Linked DNA regions of Mus musculus: regions 1, 2, 3, 5, 6 and 7 are each linked to region 4. A link is a contact called in public promoter capture Hi-C data. All regions are on one chromosome and are shown on one strand. The core of a region is the stretch at or near the end of the contact, and the rest is flanking DNA. Distances in the headings are between cores, read along the strand shown.

Region 1 (2,850 bases), core at 306-2,805, 1.9 Mb before region 4:
CTAAATAAACGCCCAAGTGATATCACATCCTGCTGTCGGCTCCAAAATAGCCCAGGCCTGCCCACAAGCGATCACAAAGTGCCAGGCCATGCAGGGCCAAACCAGCAGGGATACCCAGCCCAGGGCGCACTCCACACACTTAAGCAACTCAAGCAGAAGCCTCAGGGCAGGAAGGCCCTTTCCCCCCAACCCCCTCGCCAGACAGCCTGGCCCCACCATCCTTGTTCCCCTGGTCCAGAGGCCCCACAGCCTCATTACCCCAGCGCCAGCCCCTGCCCCAGCGCCAACCCCATGGAGCCTCTGCCGCGGCCAGCCTGCGGGATGACTCCGCCCGGCCCGACCCGGACACCCCACCACTCACATTGCTTCAAGAGCTCCAGACACAAAGCCATGAGGGCCGGATGGGGGTCAGAGACCCAGAGACCCGGCAGAGACAGAAAAGGGAGAGGGAGTGACAAGGAGCAGAGAAAAGGGGCGACAGGGGATCGGGCAGAGAAGCAAAGGAGCAAGAGCCCCGGGCAGAGAAGGCTGAGGCAGGCGTTAGAGACAGCAATGAGACCACCGACACAGACGCGTGAAAGAAGCAGGGAGAGCAAGGGGGGTGGGGGGGACCGGGTCCAGAGAAGTGGGACGCTCGGAGAACAAGGAGAGACAGTGACAGCGACAGCGGACAAATCCAGGAAAGGCAGAGGTTCTTAAGTTAGGGAGCTGGGGAGACACTGGGGGTTCAAGGAGACCACTAAGGGATGTAAAAGGTTCTGATAGCTATGGGAGGCTCCGGAGAAGTGGGAAACCCTCCGGGAAATGCGGACTAGGTGGAGATAACCCCCAGGAAATCAGGGGCACATGCATCAAGAAGGACCCTCAAGATGTGTGGTAAGCTCAGGAAAGGCCTGGGGGAGTGGAGTGTGTTCTGAAGGAGAGGCCCCAAAAGATCTAGGGAGTCCAGAAGAATGGGGGTGCCAGAACCCGTGGCTGTAAGAGAGGAGAGGAGCGCTGGGAGAGGGGACCCGAGATCCTGGAGCGAGGGAGGGGCCGAGAGCGCGAGAGCAGAGACAAAGAGACAGCGAGCTAGGGAGAGACAAAGCGGGCTCAGCGGAGACACGGGCCCGAGGGCCAGTGGCCCGACAGAAGGACGGAAGCGCGGGCGAGCGGGCGGACGGACAGACGGACAGACGGGAAGACGGGGCAGGGCAGGGCCGGGCGGAGGCGGCGCCCGTCTCCTCGCGGGGCCGCGGCTGCTCCGGGTGGCGCTGGGCGGGCCCCGGGCGTCCGGGCTGAGGAGGCGGCGGCGGCGGCGGCGACGACGTGGGTCGGACAGACGGACGGAGTGACGGATGGACTGGCGGCAGCTGCGGCCAGCGGCGGGCACTCACCCTCCTCCCTCACGCGGCCCGGCCCGAGGCTCCGGTTTTGTACGCCCGAGAGGCGGGGCCTCCGGGTTAAAGCCCCGCGCCGGCCCCGCCCCTCGCGTCAGCCGCGCGCGCGTCGCCCGGGATTCCGGGGCCGCCAGGGGGCGCGCGCAAGCGGGACACAGCGCAAGCGCGCACGCGTACCGCGCGGCCCACGCCCTGGCCGGCCGGTCTTGAAAGGGAGTGCGCGCCCGCGCCAACTCGCGCATGCCCGAGTGAGGGGCTCCGCCCTCTCGAACCGCCCCGCCAAACCGGTTCCAGCTGGAACGCAATGCGTGGTCTGTACGGGAGTTGGAGTGGCCGTCCGTCCCTGCGGGCTCACCCTGGTGGCGACGCCTCGCTGTAGGTAGGGAAACTGAGGCTGAGGAGAGAGCCCACCGTGGGCTTTCTGTCCCGCACGCGGGTCCTAGCTACTCAGCCGCGCAGTTTCTAGTTGCCTCTTTGCCTCATCCCTTGCTGTGCTCCCAAGGGTCCTAAGGACGGGTTCAGTATCCCACTTGTGTGACCTTAGGTTAGATGCTTAACCTTTCTGTGCCTCTGTAAAATGTGACAACCGAGTGAGCCCCCTCCCCGCCCACAGACTGACAGTCCATTTACAGAAGGTTCTGCCAAGCACAGATCTTTGCTGCCTGGCAAGCCCGCTGGTTGCCTGCTTTCTGTACTGGGATCTGACAGAGGACTGTGGGAAATGAAGAAGGTAACACTGTTTCCAGTCTACCTTTTGCATTAAGACACAATAATGGCAAAAGCAACAAACTTACTTGATGCCAGCACTGTGCTAAGCACTCTAAAAGCAGGAGTTGGCTACACCATGCTATTCAGTTTCATTTGCTTTAGGTGAAAATACAAAGTAAATTCTTGAATGGCTATGACACCTCATGTGTTGCTGTGTCCTTTCGATTCAGTAACACTTCTTGCATAACCTTGGGCAAGTCCCCCTTTCTCTTTGGGATTCCCCAGTGCTGAGTATCCCCTGGAGAGAAACCAGGCAGAGACAGAATTTTCACCAGCAAGTCTTTGACCCTTTGATCCAGCTCACTCTCTTGAACAGAAGAACTAACTCACTGGCAGCTTCAATTTGGACTTCACCAAGTCTGAGACCTTGGTCCTAGAGGAATGTCAGCACCCTTCTCTGTTGGTCACCCCCCTCCCAGCCCCCCGCCTCAGGTCCTGTAAGGTGTGTATGGGGACGATTTTGTGACTGACTGAGTCCTTGCCCAAGTCAGGCTAGCATAGAGGAGCAGTTGGCTGACCCAGGCCTGAGGTGTAACACTGGCACATAGGCCTCAGACCCTCCTGCATGAGCCTGGGCTTCTAGGAGAGGGTAAAGGGTCCTTTCCAGATAGACTGGCAGCTGGTTTCCCCTTTGGGTCACCATTTTGGTAAATCCCTTGAAAACTTGAAGCCGGGCGTGGTGGTGCACGCCTTTAATCCCAGC
Region 2 (2,832 bases), core at 174-2,673, 1.2 Mb before region 4:
GCATGGTTCCACAGGTAAGGAGTTGGCCTAATGATTCTAACCCACACGAAGGCTAAAGACATCTCCACAACGTCCTCTATAGCCTTCACGTGTCCACCAGGCGCAACTGGTTAGTAGCAAAGCGGAAATCAAAGTCTAATTCAATTCCAAATTCTATTCTCATTTCATTAGCTGCCAAAATCAAAAAATATAAAACTCACAGCACTGCAGAGCATTTCCTAAGGGGAATGAATTAATGACATCCACACCTGAAGCTTTCTGAGGTAATTTGAGCAAAATGTGACAATATGTTCCTGCAGCACAGGGTGTAGATGTACCAGTAAGACAGTGCAGAGCTGGCCTTGATTTTTGTTAAGAAAACTATCGATTTGGTAATATTATCAATCCTACTTCATAAGCTTTCTCAGGGCCCAGCCTAGACTCACAGGCCTGAAATCTCAACACTGACTGGCTGCATAAGACGCTGGGTTAAAAAAAAAAGCAGCCCTTTTATTGAAACGTGAGTTGCAACCCTGACCTCCATATCTTACAGGCTAACGTATAAACAGCAAACTAAAGGCAATCTAGTTAAGTCATAATATTCGTAGGGGGTTCTAGCTCATTGTGAAACTTGATTTATAAGTGCTTGTTTCTTCGTGCATAAAACGTGAATATACAGAACGCACACCATAGATCGCTGCATGGATTAAAGGGGCCTTTGTAGGTAATGCATTTAATAGAGCTGTCATCTTTCGACTATTCAGTAACTTTTTTTTAGTTACTAGTAGTCATCATAGGGCATAAGAGTTGAAAAAAAAGGACATGATTTCTAACAAGCCCAGAACAAGAAAGAGTGGCAGAACACTGACTTGGGCAAAGTTCGCAAAAGGCAAGAATCTGATCAGTTGAGCCTGGAGCAGGCCTCAAGAAAGATTTTTAAAGAAGTGATCTTTGAGTTCTGAAAAATCAAAGTTCTGATAATGGGGCAGTGGGCTGAGAGCGGACTTTCAGGGGAAGATCACATGCAAAGCCGTATGAGCACAGGGCGCTGCAAAACTCCCGGGTGCACGGAGCGTGATCCGCAGGGCGCGCAGCATCTCATCCCGTCAGCTCCGGGCTACGACAGTGGGCCACCCGAGTGTGAGGTTCTCTGGGCGGCGGCTGCAGCAGGAAACTGAGGCAGGCAGGCCCCGACCACTGGGACAGGTCCCAGCCCCTCTCTGGGCCCGGGGTGCCTCCCGGGATACAGGAAGCCGCTGTCCAGGCGACATCCCCGCGGGCGCCCAGGCCCTGGACCTCGGACCGTTACGCTCAGCGCCTCCCGCCTGCCCCTGCCCACCTCACCAGAGTCGGTTCCCGGGGATCCCGAAGCGCTCCGCAGCTACCGAGGCCGCTGCAGCAACCTGCAGGCCCGGCCTGGGGCCGCCCTCAGTCTGGAGGCCAGGCCCCGCCCGTCAAACTCCCGCCCTTTCGTGGGGAACCGCCCAGCCCAGTCCAGCCGAGCGCCGGGAATGAGTGCGCCGCTGCAAACCTCTCGCCATATTAAGTACTGGCAGCCAACTTACTAGAGAAGCCCAAAAGGAAAGGGGGGGATATAGTGAGACCAAGGTCGCTCTCCAAAAGTAAAGACAGTCACCGTCTCTGAATTCTAGCACTGAACGTTCTGAGGTGGAGAAGAAACACTCGCCCGTAAGCTCCCGCCTGTGGCTTCAGAGTTAAGTACTGCGCATGCGTGTAGCCAAGGTCTCGGTGCACCTGCGCACTGTCTCACCAACAAAGCCAAGTACAGTAACTGGGTGAAAGCACCTAGCTCCAGTTAAATCTGGGCAAACGAATGTCTCAGCTTTAGATCTTTACTGATCCTCCACGCAGCCCCAGGAAACAGAACATTCGCAAACAACTGTGTCGTTGGCTACTTTGTCCGGTTATGACTACCGCTACTTGACTGCGTTCCGCTAGGAACGGGGAGTTATTTTGATAATATATTGTACAATCATTATTGACGCATTTTCTTAGCATTGATTTTTTTCATTTATTTATTTATTTATTTTGGTTTTTCGAGTCAGGGTTTCTCTGTGTAGCCCTGGCTGTCCTGGAACTCACTCTGTAGACCAGGCTGGCCTCAAACTCAGAGATCCGCCCGCCTCTGCCTCCCAAGTGCTGGGATTAAAGGCGTGCGCCACCACTGCCCGGCTTTTCTTTCTCTTTCTCTCTTTCTCTCTTTCTCTCTTTCTCTCTTTCTCTCTTTCTCTCTTTCTTTCTTTCTTTCTTTCTTTCTTTCTTTCTTTCTTTCTTTCTTTCTTTCTTCCTTCCTTCCTTCCTTCCTTCCTTCCTCCCTCCCTCCCTCCCTCCCTCCCTCCCTCCCTCCCTCCCTTCCTTCTTCCCCTTCTTTCTTTCTTTCTTCCTCCCTCCCTCCCTCCTTTCTTTCTTCCTCCCTCCCTCCCTCCCTTCTTTCTTTCTTTCTTTCTTTCTTTCTTTCTTTCTTTCTTTCTTTCTTTCTTTCTTTCTTTCTTTCTTTCTTTTGTGTGTGTGTGAATTTTTTATTCATTTATATTAGTACACTGTAGCTGTCTTCAGACACACCAGAAGAGGGCGTCCGATCCCATTACAGATGGTTGTGAGCACCATGAGGTTGCTGAGAATTGAACTCAGGACCTCTGGAAAAGCAGTCACTGCTATATAACCCCTGAGCCATCTCTCCAGGCCAGCATTAAATTTTTATTTGATTCCCAGTTGGTTATAATTTTAGTAGAGACAAAACAAACAAATAAGCAAAAACAAAGAAATGAATCATCTCAGTATATACCAAGACACGAGGTGGGACTTGACACTTCGATTCAATTCCTGAAGACT
Region 3 (3,220 bases), core at 261-2,760, 1.6 Mb after region 4:
CAGCCGTCTGCTAACAGGACAGACTCCTTTCATGAATTAACCTGGCCCTGTTTAGAGAAAACCAACATCAAATAACTTAAGCAAGAATTTTCCTTCAGTAGAGTCAAATGTCACAAGCTTTTTCTCTGAGTCTTTCTTGTCATTCACTACCACGATGGAATTAATTTTATCTTCTGAGGCAGCAATGTACAAGACCACCCAGGAAAATTCACTTTCGACTTTTGTTCTCATTTCTTGGCAAACAGAATTTGAGGTGAACTTCTCTTAGAAAATCTGACCTTCAAAAACTTAATTCTGTGGTTGATAAACAGAAGTCAGCTAGTGACTCATCCTTCAGGCACAGGTATATTACCTCCACTCTCATCCACAAAGAGACTTAATTCTAGTCAGCTTCATGATAGTGACCCTTTATCTGTAAGGAGCTGTGTGGAGTGGGAGGGGGATACAGACAGGCAGGGCCAGAGGTGTTTTTAAACGGTAACCCAGGGACCACCTCCATTATAAACACAGGACTGTTTGTGAGACTATAGATTCCTGAGCATGGCCTAAGGTATTGCAATCTTTGGGAGTGATGCTCAGGAAACTATTTAAACATGCCTCCCCACCAACAACCCAAGATCCCCGTGCACAGTGGGGTTTAAGAACCAATCGGATAAAAGCACTTTAGGAGAGACAGATTTTGACAGAAAAGGCAGGAGAAGGGCAGGGCCTGGGGATGGGATGATGGGCATGGGATGCCCTGGTACAGCAGCAATCAAGCGGGATGCGCTATGGGAACCGCTGAGGGTGCAGGTAAGGACAAGGCTCGGGCTGGTGCGAGCAAGGTGGCACCCGCAGACTGGTTAGGCTGATGGGTATGTGGAGAGCTGGGTATGAACGTGAGGAGGAGGAGCGAAGGCAGAAATAACGGGGGCCTCTCGGGAGGAGACAAAGCCTGGAGGGGAAGAAATGGGAAATAGGGGTGACAAGGGGCGGGAACGAAAGCTGAAATGAGAACCGTGAAGGCATGAGCCGAAGTCTTCCTTCCAAGCGGCACCTCCCCTAAAACTCCAGGCCCTGACAAGCCTAGATGCCATGCCAAGGCTAGAGAAAGGGACTTTGTAGAGGCCGACCCAGTCAAGGGTAACCCGAGCAGGGGTTCTGGAGGAGGCTGGGAACCAGGCATGGGGCGCTGGAAGGTCCTGGGCTATCCAGGGGGGCCCTGCTCCAGCTCCGGTTCCCGGAGTCTCCTTCACTCACCATCGCCGCCGCCATCTTGGATCCACGTGTCGGCGTGATGACGTCAGCGGAAGTGGTGCTTCTGTGGTTACGGAGTGTAGCTCCACTAAGGGGACTCCTGGCTTCAGATTCTTCTGTAGTCGCAGTAGTGAGGAGGTAAAAGAAGCTTAATTTCTCCTTGGCAGATTGGCCTTGGCAGTGAGGTCTCTGACTAGGTGAAGAGAACGTACGGTGTAACTATTGGAGCCATATTGACTTCTGGCAGACCCGCTCCTCCGCCTACTCCTTTTGCATTGTGGGTAATGGGGGTGTGTGGAAATAGGCGCGCTCCCTGGATGCTTTCTTTAGTATTGGCAGAAAGAGTCGTTGCCAGGGTTACCCGGGACCTTAATTGTGAAACGGAAAGCATGGTAAACCCTCTCTGACAGCTTCTGATTTAGAGTAATTTGTAATTATATGTTTAAATATTTATTTGACTATAATATAGTCTTACTAATCGGCCGTAATAACTATGAAGGTAGGACTCTGTCTTTCCCTTACACTGCGTTTTTGTCGTCAGTGAAATGGGGCAGAGATTTCTAGATTTTTTTTTTTTTTTTTTTTTTTTGGTTTTCCGAGACAGGCTGGCCTCGAACTCAGAAATCCGCCTGCCTCTGCCTCCCGAGTGCTGGGATTAAAGGCGTGCGCCACCACGCCCAGCTCTAGATTATTTTTATAATTGGCTTATGTTAAGTATCCACTGACACAATCATATAAAGTATTCAATAAATAATTGTCATTATATAACGTATGTACATTCCTTCACACATATGGTAGGTGTCCCAAACAATATGCTTTGTTAAATGAGTGAATGAAAAGCAGAACACTTAGTGAAAGGAGACATTTTTCAATGTGGACTTCTCCATTCTAACTGGCTTAATGTATGACTTGAAGCAAGTCACTTAACCATCTTAAACTTAACTTTCCAGTATTGACTTAAAAGGGTCTGGGGAGGACTCAAAGGATCATAATGGAGAAAGACTGTTTGGTTCATATATACCACTGTAAAGTGTACAAAGAGCCAGTGCGGTCTTCTTAGATGGATCCAAAAAGCTGTTAAGAGAGTAGTAATGAGTTCTGAGGATATAGTTAATTTAGCAGATAGCCTGCCTAATCTTTAGCACTGGGACTTGTAATCCCCAAACTCAGAAGGTCCAGCAAGAAGAGTTCATGGTTATCCTGGGACATGTGAGACCTTGCCTCAGTCATCATCGTTACTATCATCTTTATCATTATCCGTGTTCAGTGGCTCACACTGGTAATTTTTGCGCTCAGGATGCTGAGGAAGGAAGGCATGGTGAGTTCAAGACCATCCTGAGCCATAAAGAGAGCCACGGGCTAAACAGAAAACTCAGCATTGCTTAAGTACTGTGCCAAAACTGGTCTTAAGATTTTTAGTTATCTCTTCTGCACCTTGGCAAGGAACAGCTGAGCTCTGACCACCACTGTGGTCAGTACTGATTACTACCGTGGTGGATTTTTTTCTGCATAAATGTCTACTAACAAGCCTCTCCTTCTTGCATGTTATGAGCATACTGGTTCTCCTGTCAAAAGGTGAATTTTTTTCTCTTGTTGAATGCTGGGGTTAAGTTACTTGCTTTGACCAAATAGAGTGAATTATAAGTGTCTTCCACTTCTGTGTCTAGGCTGTAAGAGGCTTGAAGCTTCTCCTTCCTCCCAAGGATATAAATATGGCTGGGTGTCCTGCTGCATAGACAGGTCTATGTCATTCCTCACAGAGTTCTAGAAACCCCACCTGACAGTTACACATATAAAGGAAATAAGTTTGTGCAGTTCAAACCTAGCAAGCTACTAACTAAATATAGAACATGTGAATATCCTTATTGATATTTGGAACAAAAGAACTACTTGGTTGAGCCTAGTTGATTTAGTATTGGGTTGGATTGTTATGAGTGCTGAAAAACAAACCCATAAATGCCTGGGACCAACACACCATCCCAAA
Region 4 (3,045 bases), core at 78-2,577:
CAGCTTTGTACTTCTACGGCGGTTTCATGTCTCTGAACCTTGATTTCTGCTCCTGTGAGCAGGGACAGCTCTGGAAGACCGGTGTGGACATGAGGCGATACATTCACGAAGTTCCTGGGTCAGTCTCGTTAAACGTTACCTGTTGGCATTTAACGCTTCTGCCCTGTACTAACTCCCTCCCTGAATTCACTAACACCCGGAGAGGCTGCGTTCCTCCTTGACCCCATTTCACCCAGGTGAAAACTGAGGCTCGGGCTGGAGCAAAGTGGGGGACGCGGCCCCCCAGTTCGAGGGCTGGCCGTTCCCTTCCGCGCTCCACAAGACACCGAGCAAAGGCTAGGCAAGGGTAGCGAGAAAGGCGCTCAGACAGACCCGTGAGGGAAAAGAAAGGACCAGTTTTGCGCGCCTAAGGGAACCTCAAAGAGCTGGACCGACTGGAAAGCCGGAAGAAACCCGGGGCCCCAATCCAGGCCAGAGCCAGGCCCCAGCCCGCCCGAGGCCTCCCCGGCGCAACCTCCGCTCCCTCCCCTCCTCCCCTCGCCGGTCGGGGCGGGGCGCAGCACAAAAGACTCCAACTTCCGAGCGGGCACCGGCCCACCCCCAACTCCCGGCCCGCGCCCGGCCGACCGACCGGAGGCGAGCTGCGAATACCAGGCGTCCAGGGGCGGGCGCGCGTGGCCCCGGGGCAGGCGACCCGGGGCGGCGGGCCCGGGAGGGAGCACAGAGGGAGGGGGCCGAGAGTTACTCCGGCTCCCAGGACTCCCGGGACCGCGGAGAGAAAGAGTTTCTAAAAATAGGCACCGGCCCGCCCGAGGAGGTGAGGAACGAAAAAGGCACACGGAACAGCCCGCCCGCACTCCTCAGGAGCGGCCCGCGGCCCCCACTCACCCGCGCCGAGGTCTGGAGGAAGCCGCGCGGCACCGAAGGGCGACGGCGCGTCTGCTCTCGGAGGGCGGGAGGGAAGAGGCGGCCCTGGCCGCCGCGTGAGGAGCCCGAGCACACGCGCGAGAGTCGCGACCGCTTCCGCCCCCTCGGCTTCCCTCGGCTCCGCACCCCGCGCCGCTCGCGCGCCCCGCCGCACTGACAGAGGCGCGAGCCCCGCAGCCGCGAGTCCTTCGCTCGGCCGCCACCAATGGGGCGAGCGCGGGGAGGGGGAGTGCTGGACAGGCGTCTGCACTCGGCCTGCCCGCCGCCCCGGCTCCTACCCGGTTCTCCTCTCGGTCCTCCGAATAGGATCCTGCCACCCGAGCACTCAGTCCCCAGCGCCGCCCTGCACGGGCCGGGCTCTCCAAACGCGTGGGCTCCCTGCACACCCCTCGCGCCGGGCTTTGGAAAGGTCCAGAGCTTCGGCGCGCAGAGGAGGAGGGCGGGGCCGGGGCGGGGTCTAGCGTGGGGTGGGGGGACGGAGGAGGCAGGCGGGGCTGAGGGAAAGGAGTTTGTGGCTTCCACCAGCCGGGTGCTGAAGGCGGGGCGGAGGGGGTCCCGAGGGCTGACGGGCGGGAGGACACGAGGGAGGAGCAGCAGGCTGAGGGCGGAGCCGGGGTGGGGGGGAAGAGCGTGCCCAGGGGAGGAGTCTGAGGGGCGGAGCTTGGGCCTACGGAAGCGGAGGCGGTGCTAAGAGGTTGCCGCCGGTCTGCAGGAGGTGGGCCTTGGTAACACCGCGGGCAGGACAGTCGGAGGTAGACCCTGGGCGGGAGCCGGAAGGAGGAAGATCCTAAGGGAGGAGCGCGGCGCGGGGGTGGCGCTTGATTGGGCGAGGCCTGGAGATGGAGCCCTCTCTGTTAGCTGGAGGCGGTGCGGCAGGGGCCAGAAGCAATTGGAGCGGTTATTTCACTTTCTAGGAATTAGAATGCTACCATTCGCTGGGAAGGCTTGGGGTTGGGCGGAGACGCTTCGATGTCTGGGGTCTCTCGTCAAAGGTGGAAAAAAAAAAAGCCTGATTAAGTAGTTTTGCCCTTATGGGATGAAATGTTTTCTTACTTAATCTGGGTGTTGGTTCTTCCTCCTAAATATTTATCATGTCAGGATCTCCCATTTGAATCAGTTTTTCAGTCTCCTGTCTCTCCCACTTACATCCCCAATTTGCCTCTCCAGACCATCAGGGGGTCTTCTGAGAGCAAAGAGGACCATTGTCAGCTATAGTCACAAATCTCCCAGAAAGCTGGAGACGTACTTATTTGTATTCCCCATTCCCTTCAGACCTGTGATTTCATTACCTGTTGGGAATTAGGACAGAGTTTGAGGCAGGGTCTCTGTAGCCCGGGCCAGCTTTGTACTTGCTCTGTAGCCGAGAATAATCTTGAACTCCTAATCCTCCCTGCTTCTGCCTTCCAACTGCTGGCATCACAGCGAGGCCAGGCCTCTTGAGTTCGGGAATGGGTGATTCAAACAGGTTCTCAGCCTTGAAGAGCAATCAGTCTTACTCACTAAACCATCTCCCCAGCGCCAAGACCAGGAATTCTTTACTGGTTTTTGTACATTACTGTGTTTCCAGACCTACTATGGTGATCAATAAACACTTCCATCAATCAGTCCAGCCCCTACCAACCTCCTCTGCTTTTTCTGGTTTTATCCAGCTCCTCACTTCCCTCTCTGTGTAACAGTCTTCCTATATTTGCTCAAATATACCATCTATTCTTTGTTGGGTTTCCTTGTCCGTTTGTTTTTTCAAGACAGGGTTTCTCGGGGTAGCCTTGGCTTTCCTGGAATTCACTCTGTAAACCAGGCTGGCCTCCACCTCATGTGCCACCACCGCTAGACTTTGGATATAGCAATCTATTAACTAACACCTCAGGCAGCCTTTTCACTCATCCCATATTCAGGAGGAGCCTCCTCCTCTGAGAAGCATTCTCTGAACTTGCAGCCCCACTGTCAGGCAAGCTGCCACTGGTGCCCTGCTCCGGTCGTGGCTTCCATTAGAAAAGATTGCAGATGATAGTCTGCTGCCACTGGGAATTCTGTGCACATTCTACAAGGTCCTGAATACCTTATCACCCGCTGCCACCCTCCTGACACTGTAAGCTTTAGTCTGCTATTTTGCTCCAG
Region 5 (2,817 bases), core at 54-2,553, 1.4 Mb before region 4:
TGCCAGAAGTACTTGCTGCGCCCCAAAGGTGGTCTGTTTCCTGCTAAAAGAGGCGCATCTCAAACCTTAAAGGGACACTGAAAGCAAAGATACTCTCAGATAGGAAAACAAATCCCCTCCCCCCCCCCCCCGGAGAAACAAGGTAGCTTGGAGAACTCATCAAAGAGTGCAGCCCCAAGACATACTTAAGGACACGTTAGTGAAGCCCCTTACAGATGAAACTGCAAACTATGTGCCAGAAGCATCAGGATTTGGAGAAGAGCCTGAAAGGGGTGCGCATTCCACACTAAAGGACTAAGAAAAAAAGAACTGACCCCCACATTCACTAACTTCTGAAAACATACCAGAGCTGAGGCCTGGACAGAGGTCGTCCTCCCTGGAGTTGTGGGATATAATAATAATAATAAAGTATTAGATAACTTTGGTTAGTGACCTGATTTCTGAGGAACCTACTAACGGACTGGACCCCAAATTGAAAAGGGAAAACTGTTAATTAGGTTTGAATATAGGAGTGTTCCCTCAGTATGGGGGAGCAAAGAAAAGAGAGTATGATTTCAATCCGTTTTCAGGGACGGTTAGAAATCGAGAGAAAAATCCCAAGATTAGAGATTTTAAGAGTGGAGGGACGCCCAGATTTTCCAAACTACAGAGAAAGGGGACACTCCCATATACAGGGTCGTGAGGAAAGGGTGTGCTTCCCAGATCAGGATAAGAAAGGCACTTCACGAAAACCCGTCCCCGCGGCAGAGGCAGCAGCTTAGGCCTCCCCCTATCTCGCGGACTAAGCAGGGGGTGCAGCCTCAGCACCCATCCCCACCCCCACTGCCCCGTTCCGCGCCCCGGGCCCGCACCTCGCGGCCCAGCCCCCTCGGGCCCCGCTGATTGGCCTGAGCGGCCGTCATTCCCGCGGGTAGCCGCAGTGATTGGGCGACGCTCGCACGCCCGCCACGCTCTCAGCAGCGGTCCCCGGGCCTCCCTCCGGGGCTGGGTGATCCGGGGGCCAGTCGGGGAACAGGAGTGAGCCAGGGTCCCGCAGTGGCCGGGGCGTCCGTCCCCGGTCCCGCCCGCACAGCGCGCGCGCGGCACGGGGCCTGCCCCCAACACGGCCCCAACCAGCTGGCTTCGCGTCGCCGCGCCTCGCCACGAGCTCACCTCACGGCCCCGCTCCTGCTGCGCCGCTCCAGACCAACCGACAGAAGGACTGTGCGCGCTGCGCACCACGTGACCCCGGGGACGCGCCCAGCGTATCCCCCGCCCCCCACACACACGCACCATCTCCACCGCCGAGTGACGCAGCCTCCCTACAGCCCCGCCCCGGGCCCCGCCCCTCCCGGTCGCCAGGACGACAGCGCGAGCAAGCCACGCCCACCTCCCTGAAGCGGGAACGCCGAGTCCGCACTCACCCGTGACGGCTGAGGTCACCAGAAGCATTGGCCTGGGTGCTGCCTATGTACCCTCTTAGTTCTCCTTCTAAATGGTGGAAAGTCGCCCACCTCCCTCTACCCCGTCTGTCACCACGCTCCACGGAGATCGTAGTCTTTACAGCTCACTACTTTCCCTCTTCCAATCCGCTCTTCACACGCAAGAGCTTATCAGAACGACTTGTTCCTTCTCCAGAAGAAGAGCTAAATCTTCAAGATCGATTGTCACCAGTCCGCCCTCTGTGCTCTGCCCCTATCAAGTCCTCATCTGAACCTTCTCACCTCTGCCTTTGCTCTCTCTCATCCTTAGAAAAGGATTCCAACGGGAACTGAAAAGAAAAAGCCGAATTTTGTCTCTAGGGAGCAAGGTCCAAGATGCCGCCACAACAAAAAAGAGGTTTCTCCAGTGGGACTTAGCAAGTGCTAACGAGAAGTGGTAAAATTGCTATTTACTGAGGCGATCATGCTTTGATTTGACACTGGGAGCAACCAAACTTGCACTTCTTAAATTATGTCTAATCGCATCATGTCCCTACACTACTTGTCAATCTAAGCCTTTGCTCATCTAACCACACTTGATGCTGTTTTTGTTTGTTTGTTTGTTTGTTTCTGAAACAGTTTCAATATGTGTAGCCTTGGCTAGACTGGAAATCAGTGTATAGACAGGTTTGTCTTGAACTCACAGTGATCCACATTTCTGCCCCTGACATACTGAGATTAAAGTCATTGTTCACTGTTTTCGTGTAGTGCCAGCCTGTTCTACAGAGTGAGTTCCACCACAGCCAGAGCTATACAGAGAAACCCTGTCTCAAAAAAAAAAAAAAGTCATTCTTCACACAAAAGCATAGCTCTCCAAGCAAAACATTTGCCCCCCCCCCCCAAAAAAAAAAGCCGGGCGGTGGTGGCAGCGTACACCTTTAATCCCAGTACTTGGGAGGCCAGCCTGGTCTACAGAGTGAGTTCCAGGACAGCCAGGAGTATACAAAGAAACCAAAAATAAAAAATAAAAATAAGATAAAATAAAAATTTTATTAGTAGAGCCCAGGTGTGGTGGCTCCTTTAATCCCATACATAGAAAATTCTAGGACAGCTAGGGTTATGAAGAGAAAGCCTCTCTCAAAGAGAACACTCTCTTACCTCTTATTCTCTTGCTCTTACTCTCAGCCTTCCCTACTCTCTTCCTCTCTCTGCCTTTCTACAATAAATGCCTTAAAACCAAAAAAAAAAAAAGGCCAGGCGTGGTGGCACAAGACTTTAATCCCAGCACTCAGGAGGCAGGTGGATTTCTGAGTTTGAGGCCAGCCTGGTCTACAAAGTGAGTTCCAGGAGGACAGCCAGGGCTACACAGAGAAATCCTGTCTCAAAGAAGAAAAACAAAAACAAAAACAAAAAATGA
Region 6 (3,224 bases), core at 313-2,812, 1.5 Mb before region 4:
AAGAAAAGAAGAAGAAGGAGGAGGAGGAGGAGGAGGAGGAGGAGGGGAGAGGGGGAGGAGGGGGAGGAGGAAGAGGAGGAGGAGGAAGAGGAGGGGGAGGGGGAGGAGGAGGAGGAGGAGGGGGAGGAGGAGAGTGCCAAAGTTAGTATGAGGCCAAGCAGAGCAATTCAGTCAGAAGCCAAGAGAAGCTGAATGAACCCGGTCATTCTGGAAGACTTAGTTGTCCGGAGGAGGATAGAAGCCTAGAACTTCGTGGGCTGCCCAGAGCTGTGGACTCACAATGCTTGGGTACCACGCTCATCTCATCCCATCATCCCAAGCATCCTTACCAACCGCTCCATCTCCCTAGCTCTGAAAGCTCTGTCTTTTCCAGAGCTTGATTTACTCCACCTGACAACTGTGAGGCAGGCACTATTTATTGCTGGGGGTGTTAAAGCAAAGAAAAGATGTTTCCTGACACCTGATTCCGACACTCTAGACAGCAGCTAGTCAACAAAGATATACTATAAACTGTATGTGTAATTTAAAAATTTCAAAGTAGTTGTATTTTAAAAGTAAAAAGACACAGGTAAAATTTAATAATATAGTTTATTTGACCCCCATATATACAAAATTACATAACATACTCAAATATGTAATAAATACAAAATATTTTTCTTTTCCTACAGACACATGCGTAATTCTACATTTTAATACATCTCAATTTCGGGGTATTTACCTTTCAAAGATTCAGTAAATACAAGAAGCTAATGGCCACCATCTGGGACATCGTTAATTACAGTTTACTTATTAAACTTTTTTCAAAGATGTATTTACTTATTTTATGTATTCACCGCTGTTCTTTTCAGACACACCAGAAGAGGGCATCAGAGCCCATTGTAGATGTAAGCCACCATGTGGTTGCTGGGAATTGAACTCAGGACCTCTGGAAGAGGAGTCAGTGCTCTTAACTACTGAGCCATCTCTCCAGCCCCCCACTTATTAATCTTAAAGTTAAAGTAGTACCCACTGAATCTCTTTCTCTTGGTTTTCGAGGACAAGCAAAAACAATGACAAAGAAGCCCTGAGCACTTGTTTGGGGGCAGGAAAGTCTGAAGACTCTTGCCCAAATACTTTGTCCTTCTCAAAATAAAGTGAAATCAATTGCACCTATGCAGGCGACAGTATATGTGTGTGTGTGTGTGTGTGTGTGTGTGTGTGTGTGTGTGTGTGTGTGTGTGTTTAATGAGATTCTCAGCTCAATTTATAGCTCAGGAGGTGTCCTTTAGCTCTAGGATTACGGGCTTGAGAGATCTTTTTAAAAGTAATTGGAGCCCCTGTCCCGCTGTCCCACCCAGGGCATCCGCCCAAGCTCCGACAATCCCCTAGCCAACCATCACCCTCCTTTACCCAGGACTGTCAGCGCTACCCCCAGATCCTGCCTGGTCAAGTAGGGACCAGCATCTACCCTAGGAGGCGCAGGTCACCTGCACGCCAGGGCGGTCCTTCGGTTGGGGTGTCTCCGCCTTTATCTCCTTAATCGAGGCCGGACTCTCCTTGTCTTCCTCTGATCTGGAATCCGATCCCGACTCAGATTTCGACTCTGTCGTGTCCGACTTGTCCGCCGGCTCCAATGGGGACCTTGCAGTGCCGCCATCCTTAGTGTCAGTAGAGCTGATGTCTACGGACTTCCCCAGATCAAACTTCACGTGACTGGTAGAGGAGGCGGCTTCCGGATTCGCGGATCGGTTCATTTCCGGCCACCGAGGAGCTTCGCGGGTCGAGGTAAGCTGGGCTTGCCCGCAGCCTGTCCTGAGTCCGCGTCCCGCTGGGGTGCCCGGGCCCTGCCCTTCAGCGGCCCTCTGTTACCTCCTTCCGGTGCAGACGCAGGCGAGGCGCCGGACTGCGAAACAAAGGGGGACGCCAACAGCCGTAGTCATGGCGGCGCCGCAGCCCAGCCAGGACCCCCAAAGCCCCGCGGCGCCTCCCGAGCAGCAGGAAGGAGCCGGCGACTGTGCGGCCCCGTCGCCCGATTCCGGGAGCTCCCCGGCCCCGGAGCTCCCCGGCGCGCCCGCAGCTTTGAACACGGCGCCCTACGCTGACGCCGCCCTGCGGCCCGGAGCCTCTCGGCCCGGCCCCGAGACCTTTCGCCAGCGCTTCCGGCAGTTTCGCTACCAGGACGCGGCCGGGCCCCGGGAAGCCTTCCGGCAGCTGCGGGAGCTGTCCCGCCAGTGGCTGCGGCCGGACATCCGCACCAAGGAGCAGATCGTGGAGATGCTGGTGCAGGAGCAGCTGCAGGCCATTCTACCGGAGGCGGCCCGGGCTCGGCGGCTGCGGCGCCGCGCGGACGTGCGCATCACCGGCTGAGCGGCGGAGCCTGGGGCTCCCTGGACTGACACCCTACCCCTGAGTTAATAAAAGTTGAATTTTGACAGCTCCCATGTCTGCTGTGTCTTGCGTTCGTTCTTTATTTATTGGGTTTATTTTACGAACTTGTTGCCCACCTTTCCAGCTGATAGCTAGAGGATTCTGGGAACCTGTAAGATTAAGGCTTTTGATTAGCTATTCCTGGACCACTGCATTTGCGCGAAGCTGTGCCCTTAGGCAGGAAATCTACCTAGATCTAGACCACATTCAGTTTTTCTAAACCTGCATGAGTTTTGTTTTGCAAAAGGCCATGTTAATGAGGTTTCAGTTTTCTAGCCTTCTATTCTCCCCTCTGCCTCACACTATCTAGTATCCGAGCTTCAGCAGATGGCAGTACACAGCGGTTTCGAAGCTGAGCAGTAAAATAACTGGCCCTATTAAATGCTTTATTTAGTTGGTTGTTGTGACTCATACTTTAAACCTCAGCACTCAGGAAGCAGAGGCAGGAGGGTCTCTGAGGCCAGCCTGGTTTTTACATAGTGTGTTCCAGCCAGGGCTATGTAGACCCTCTCAAAAACAAACTCAAGCAACAGAACTGATATTGCCAAGGAAAGCGAACTCTCGTTTCACTTTATGCTTAAAGATCAGTAACTGGAATCAGTACAACTGGACAACAGTGTTTTCCCAGTAATCTTGTTGGAAATAGCCTCTTCTTCCAACGGTTACCTGGTAAGTTTTTTTTTTGAAAACAGCTTTTCTCAGTTTTTCTTTTGAGAAGTTGATGTGTACTTTACATAATTTCCACTTAACTTCTCCATCTCATATGACCTCTACTTTCACATTTGTTAGACACACACACAGAGTATCCAGTGTCCTGT
Region 7 (3,192 bases), core at 19-2,518, 1.4 Mb after region 4:
GTCACAGGGCTCAGTGTGATTTAAATATTCGAGGGTCACCGGCATAACAATCGCTTAAGCAGCTGCCTAAAGTACTGTTTCTCAGAGGAATCTCGAGTTCAGTGTGTTTAAAATGAGCCCTAGTGCCAATGTTTGAAACAAAGTCCCCAGGTATGCTCCCACCGGGCACTCTAGTAGTTTGAGAACCACTACTCAGGGTTCACATCGGTCCTTAGCGACTGCTTTCCGACACACACCTGGTTTAAATTGCCAACGCTCTAAATGCTTCTCGCGTCCTTGAAACCAGGGGCACTTTTCCCACCCCTACGGTGTCTTAGTGACCCACACACCTCTGCCCACGAAGAAGTCCGGGGAAGCACTTCCGACCTTTCCCGGAAACCTAACTCCCCGCAGAAGAATAAACGGGCGCTTTCCCCGGGACCCCCCGCTGCTGCTGCCAACGTGGGGGGAGGGGAGACTGGCGCCCGGGCGCTCGGAGGGGGGAGGAGCCGCTTGCCAGCTCGCCCCTCCGCAGGAATTCAAGGGGTGGGGGGATGCAGAGAAAAGGCGTCCCAGCCTCCTCGGGCCCGGGACCTCGGGAGCTCCACACCCGGGCGGCCCCGCCCCCTGCTGCGGTGGGCAGGGCCTCGCCCCTCCCCCGCCCGGGGAGCCGCGCGGAGCCCACCCCCTACGCCCCCCGCCGCGGCCCCCCGGGCAGCTCGGCTCACCAGGCGCGCGGCCTCGGCCCACGTGCGCTCCTTCTTCCTCTTCTGTTTGTCCTTCATCCTCCTCCTCCGCGGCGGCGGTGGCGGCTCCACGCGGGTCCTTCGGGCGGGGCGGACTGGGGCGGTGGCGGCGCGGGGCTGGGGCGGAGGCGGCGGCAGCGGCGGGGGGCGCGTGGCGGCGGCGGCGCGTGCGAGGGCTCGGGTGCGGCCGGAGAGGGCGGGCGCACCGGGACTGGCTAGAGCGAGACCCCGGCGCGAGGGTGGCGCTGGGGGGAGGGGCGGCGGCGGCTCCACGCGCCCGCGCTGCGTCAGTCGCCCACGGTGGCAGCGGCAGCGGCAGCCCCGCGATGGCTAAGGAATGCGGCGGCTCCGCATAACCACGGGGTCAGAGGTCACGGCTCCGGCCTCCGCGTTCCCGCGCTGCTGGGAAACCCAAGAGCGAACTAGTGGCGGGCGGGCCCGGATGGCGAGACGCGGCTTTCCTTTCGACGCTCGGATGCGTGCGTGTCTGCCGTGGGTATGTGTGTGTATGTGTGTGCCCGCGTGTGTGTGAGAGAGAAGAGTGAGGAGGGGGAGTGTGGGTTTTTTTTTTTTTTTTTTGAACAAAAACAAACCGAAAGGGTGGCTGGGATTTGTAGTCCTCACTGGCTTCCTGGCCTACCCCTCTCCGGAAGAAAATGGCTGCCTCAAGTGCTTGGACCACATTTCCCGGAGTGCCCCGGGCTCCTGTTTTCCGCCCACTTTCTTCCGTACCCCGCTGCGCTCCAAGCACGGTAAAGAAGGGGGCGGGAAGTCGGTCAGAAAAAGATGGGGCGGGGTCTCGCGAGGTTCGGGAACTAGCGGAGGCCTGAGGGTTTCTGGGAGGTGGTGCTGGGAAGGGGCGGTGGCTGGACTCCCCCCTGGCCGCGCGCGCGGTTAACCCGTTCAAAGCTTTTTTTTGATTCTGGTGGCGGGTCCAGTGCGGTTTCGGATCTGGAGTTGGTAGTCTGCTACCCTGCTTCCACTGCACCATCCCCCACCGCATACACAGTTCTCTTCTGGACTTCTGGTGGGTGACAAAAAGCAGGACTTTTCTTTTTGGCCCACCCTTAAATGAGTCAACTGGCGCATAGTAATAAGCAAAGAGACACTCATATCAGTAAAACGGTTATTGCACGATTGACCGACTTAGGTGATTAACCCATTTCCTCTTGTAATACCTCTGTGTGTTTGCAGAGAATGCACCTGCAGTTTCCAGCAGCGTTGCCGCCAGGTGAATTTGATGATCCGATAGTAGGTAAACACTGAAGGTCCATCCACAGAAATCTAAATGCACCTGAGTGTATATTTAGACGCAGTTGCCCGGAGAGAGGTCAAGTCCTAATGTCAGCCAACCTAGATTTAGAATCCTAGTTGTGACTCCTTGACTACTCCTAACCCCGCTGAGCCTGTTTGATCAATGTTAGCATAGTATCCCACAACCTTGATGGGGTACAAATTAGCATGAAGTATCTAGAAGATGGGAGAGAATGTGGAAGATCCTGATATTAGGCTCATGTAATTTGGCTTCTGCTGTAGAATAAATGAGAGCTGTTATTACTACACAGTGGGCAATGGAGCCTCTGTTCCTTGATTGCAGTGACAGGATGATAAGGTTTGAAGCACCCAGAACATTATTTTTCTGTGTTTGTTGGCCCAAAGTACAGAAACATCTCTACAGTCTTGAACTGGATTGATGGCCAGGTTTTACAGTTTTTGAAAGGTTTATGTGGGTAAAAAAACACCCTGTACTCTTGTGGTGTTAGTACACAGGCAGCCAGTGCTGAGACGAAGAAATCACCCAGCAGTCCAACCCTTGTACCTAAAGGACTCAGCGGTCCTTATTAGTGCTCACCCAAGACTCAAATTCAATAAACAGAAACACTCTTCTCATTTCATCCCAAAAGCGAGGGGAGAACTACATCTAAAATTATTTTATTGTTATTGTTTTTGACATTTTAGGTTTTGTTTTTGAGACAGACACCTGACTGGCCTGGAACTCACTGTGTAGACCAGGTTAGCTCTGGACTCAGATCCACCTGCCACTGCCTTCCAAGTGCTGGGATTAAATTAGGTGTATATTAGGACTCTGTTGGTGGGGAGAGAGTTGAACTGAGGACCTCCCACAATCCCTGAGCATATCCTAACACCATTTCACTATTTTTTTATTTTGAAACAAAAACTCACAATATGGACAGGCTGGCGTCAATGGGCTTCTATTGTCTTACCTCTGCCTCCCATTAATACATGTGAGATTAAAATGCATGCCCCACTAACCCTGGCCTTTGGTAGTTTTGCTTATAGTTTTTCAATCTGCAGCTGAGACAATCACCTCTGAGAGGATAGTGGTTCAGATGTTTTGAATTGATCCATAGCTCCAACAAAGCCACACACTTGGAAGGGTTGAATAGGGAAGACTGTAAAATGCAGGCTTTGTGTTTTGTTGTGTTGGGACTTGGGCTCAAGATGC

Evidence for each region. Promoter capture Hi-C pulls out the DNA fragments that hold promoters and counts their contacts. Capture Hi-C pulls out chosen DNA fragments and counts their contacts.
Region 1: a promoter capture Hi-C map of liver shows a contact between it and region 4, with 5 times the contacts expected there. The contact joins the promoter of 4930405A21Rik here to the promoter of Raly in region 4. A contact is called at or near these places in 2 of 39 promoter capture datasets (liver and pre-B cells), 2 of 115 datasets of contacts at active chromatin or transcription factors (cardiomyocytes and thymic regulatory T cells) and 1 of 9 other capture datasets (liver).
Region 2: a promoter capture Hi-C map of liver shows a contact between it and region 4, with 2.3 times the contacts expected there. The contact joins the promoter of Cep250 here to the promoter of Raly in region 4. A contact is called at or near these places in 1 of 39 promoter capture datasets (liver) and 1 of 9 other capture datasets (adipose tissue).
Region 3: a contact with region 4 is called in a promoter capture Hi-C map of pre-B cells, with 2.9 times the contacts expected there. The contact joins the promoter of Tm9sf4 here to the promoter of Raly in region 4.
Region 5: a promoter capture Hi-C map of cranial neural crest shows a contact between it and region 4. The contact joins the promoter of Phf20 here to the promoter of Raly in region 4. A contact is called at or near these places in 2 of 39 promoter capture datasets (cranial neural crest and pre-B cells).
Region 6: a promoter capture Hi-C map of pre-B cells shows a contact between it and region 4, with 4 times the contacts expected there. The contact joins the promoter of Scand1 here to the promoter of Raly in region 4. A contact is called at or near these places in 2 of 39 promoter capture datasets (liver and pre-B cells) and 1 of 484 Hi-C or Micro-C datasets (B cells).
Region 7: a promoter capture Hi-C map of pre-B cells shows a contact between it and region 4, with 3 times the contacts expected there. The contact joins the promoter of Asxl1 here to the promoter of Raly in region 4.

Annotation. Positions count from the first base shown.
Region 1 is chr2:156,719,614-156,722,463 of GRCm38.p6, reverse strand. 4930405A21Rik (RIKEN cDNA 4930405A21 gene) reads left to right here and starts at 1,555. Exons shown (of 4, transcript NR_040505.1): 1 at 1,555-1,758. All of the region lies in intron 7 of Dlgap4 (DLG associated protein 4), which reads right to left.
Region 2 is chr2:155,955,149-155,957,980 of GRCm38.p6, reverse strand. It overlaps Cep250 (centrosomal protein 250), which reads right to left and starts at 1,423. Exons shown (of 33, transcript NM_001130000.1): 1 at 1,324-1,423.
Region 3 is chr2:153,159,591-153,162,810 of GRCm38.p6, reverse strand. It overlaps Tm9sf4 (transmembrane 9 superfamily protein member 4), which reads right to left and starts at 1,510. Exons shown (of 18, transcript NM_133847.3): 1 at 1,240-1,510. The coding sequence starts at 1,254.
Region 4 is chr2:154,789,392-154,792,436 of GRCm38.p6, reverse strand. It overlaps Raly (hnRNP-associated with lethal yellow), which reads right to left and starts at 1,327. Exons shown (of 8, transcript NM_001139511.1): 1 at 889-1,327.
Region 5 is chr2:156,195,133-156,197,949 of GRCm38.p6, reverse strand. It overlaps Phf20 (PHD finger protein 20), which reads right to left and starts at 1,303. Exons shown (of 18, transcript NM_172674.2): 1 at 1,153-1,303.
Region 6 is chr2:156,311,042-156,314,265 of GRCm38.p6, reverse strand. It overlaps Scand1 (SCAN domain-containing 1), which reads left to right and starts at 1,562. Exons shown (of 2, transcript NM_020255.3): 1 at 1,562-1,764; 2 at 1,864-2,420. The coding sequence starts at 1,918. The coding sequence ends at 2,346. Cnbd2 (cyclic nucleotide binding domain containing 2) reads right to left here and starts at 1,793. Exons shown (of 13, transcript NM_027585.2): 1 at 1,467-1,793. The coding sequence starts at 1,733.
Region 7 is chr2:153,343,906-153,347,097 of GRCm38.p6, reverse strand. It overlaps Asxl1 (additional sex combs like 1), which reads right to left and starts at 1,268. Exons shown (of 13, transcript NM_001039939.2): 1 at 708-1,268. The coding sequence starts at 764. It overlaps 2500004C02Rik (RIKEN cDNA 2500004C02 gene), which reads left to right and starts at 1,288. Exons shown (of 2, transcript NR_040318.1): 1 at 1,288-1,477.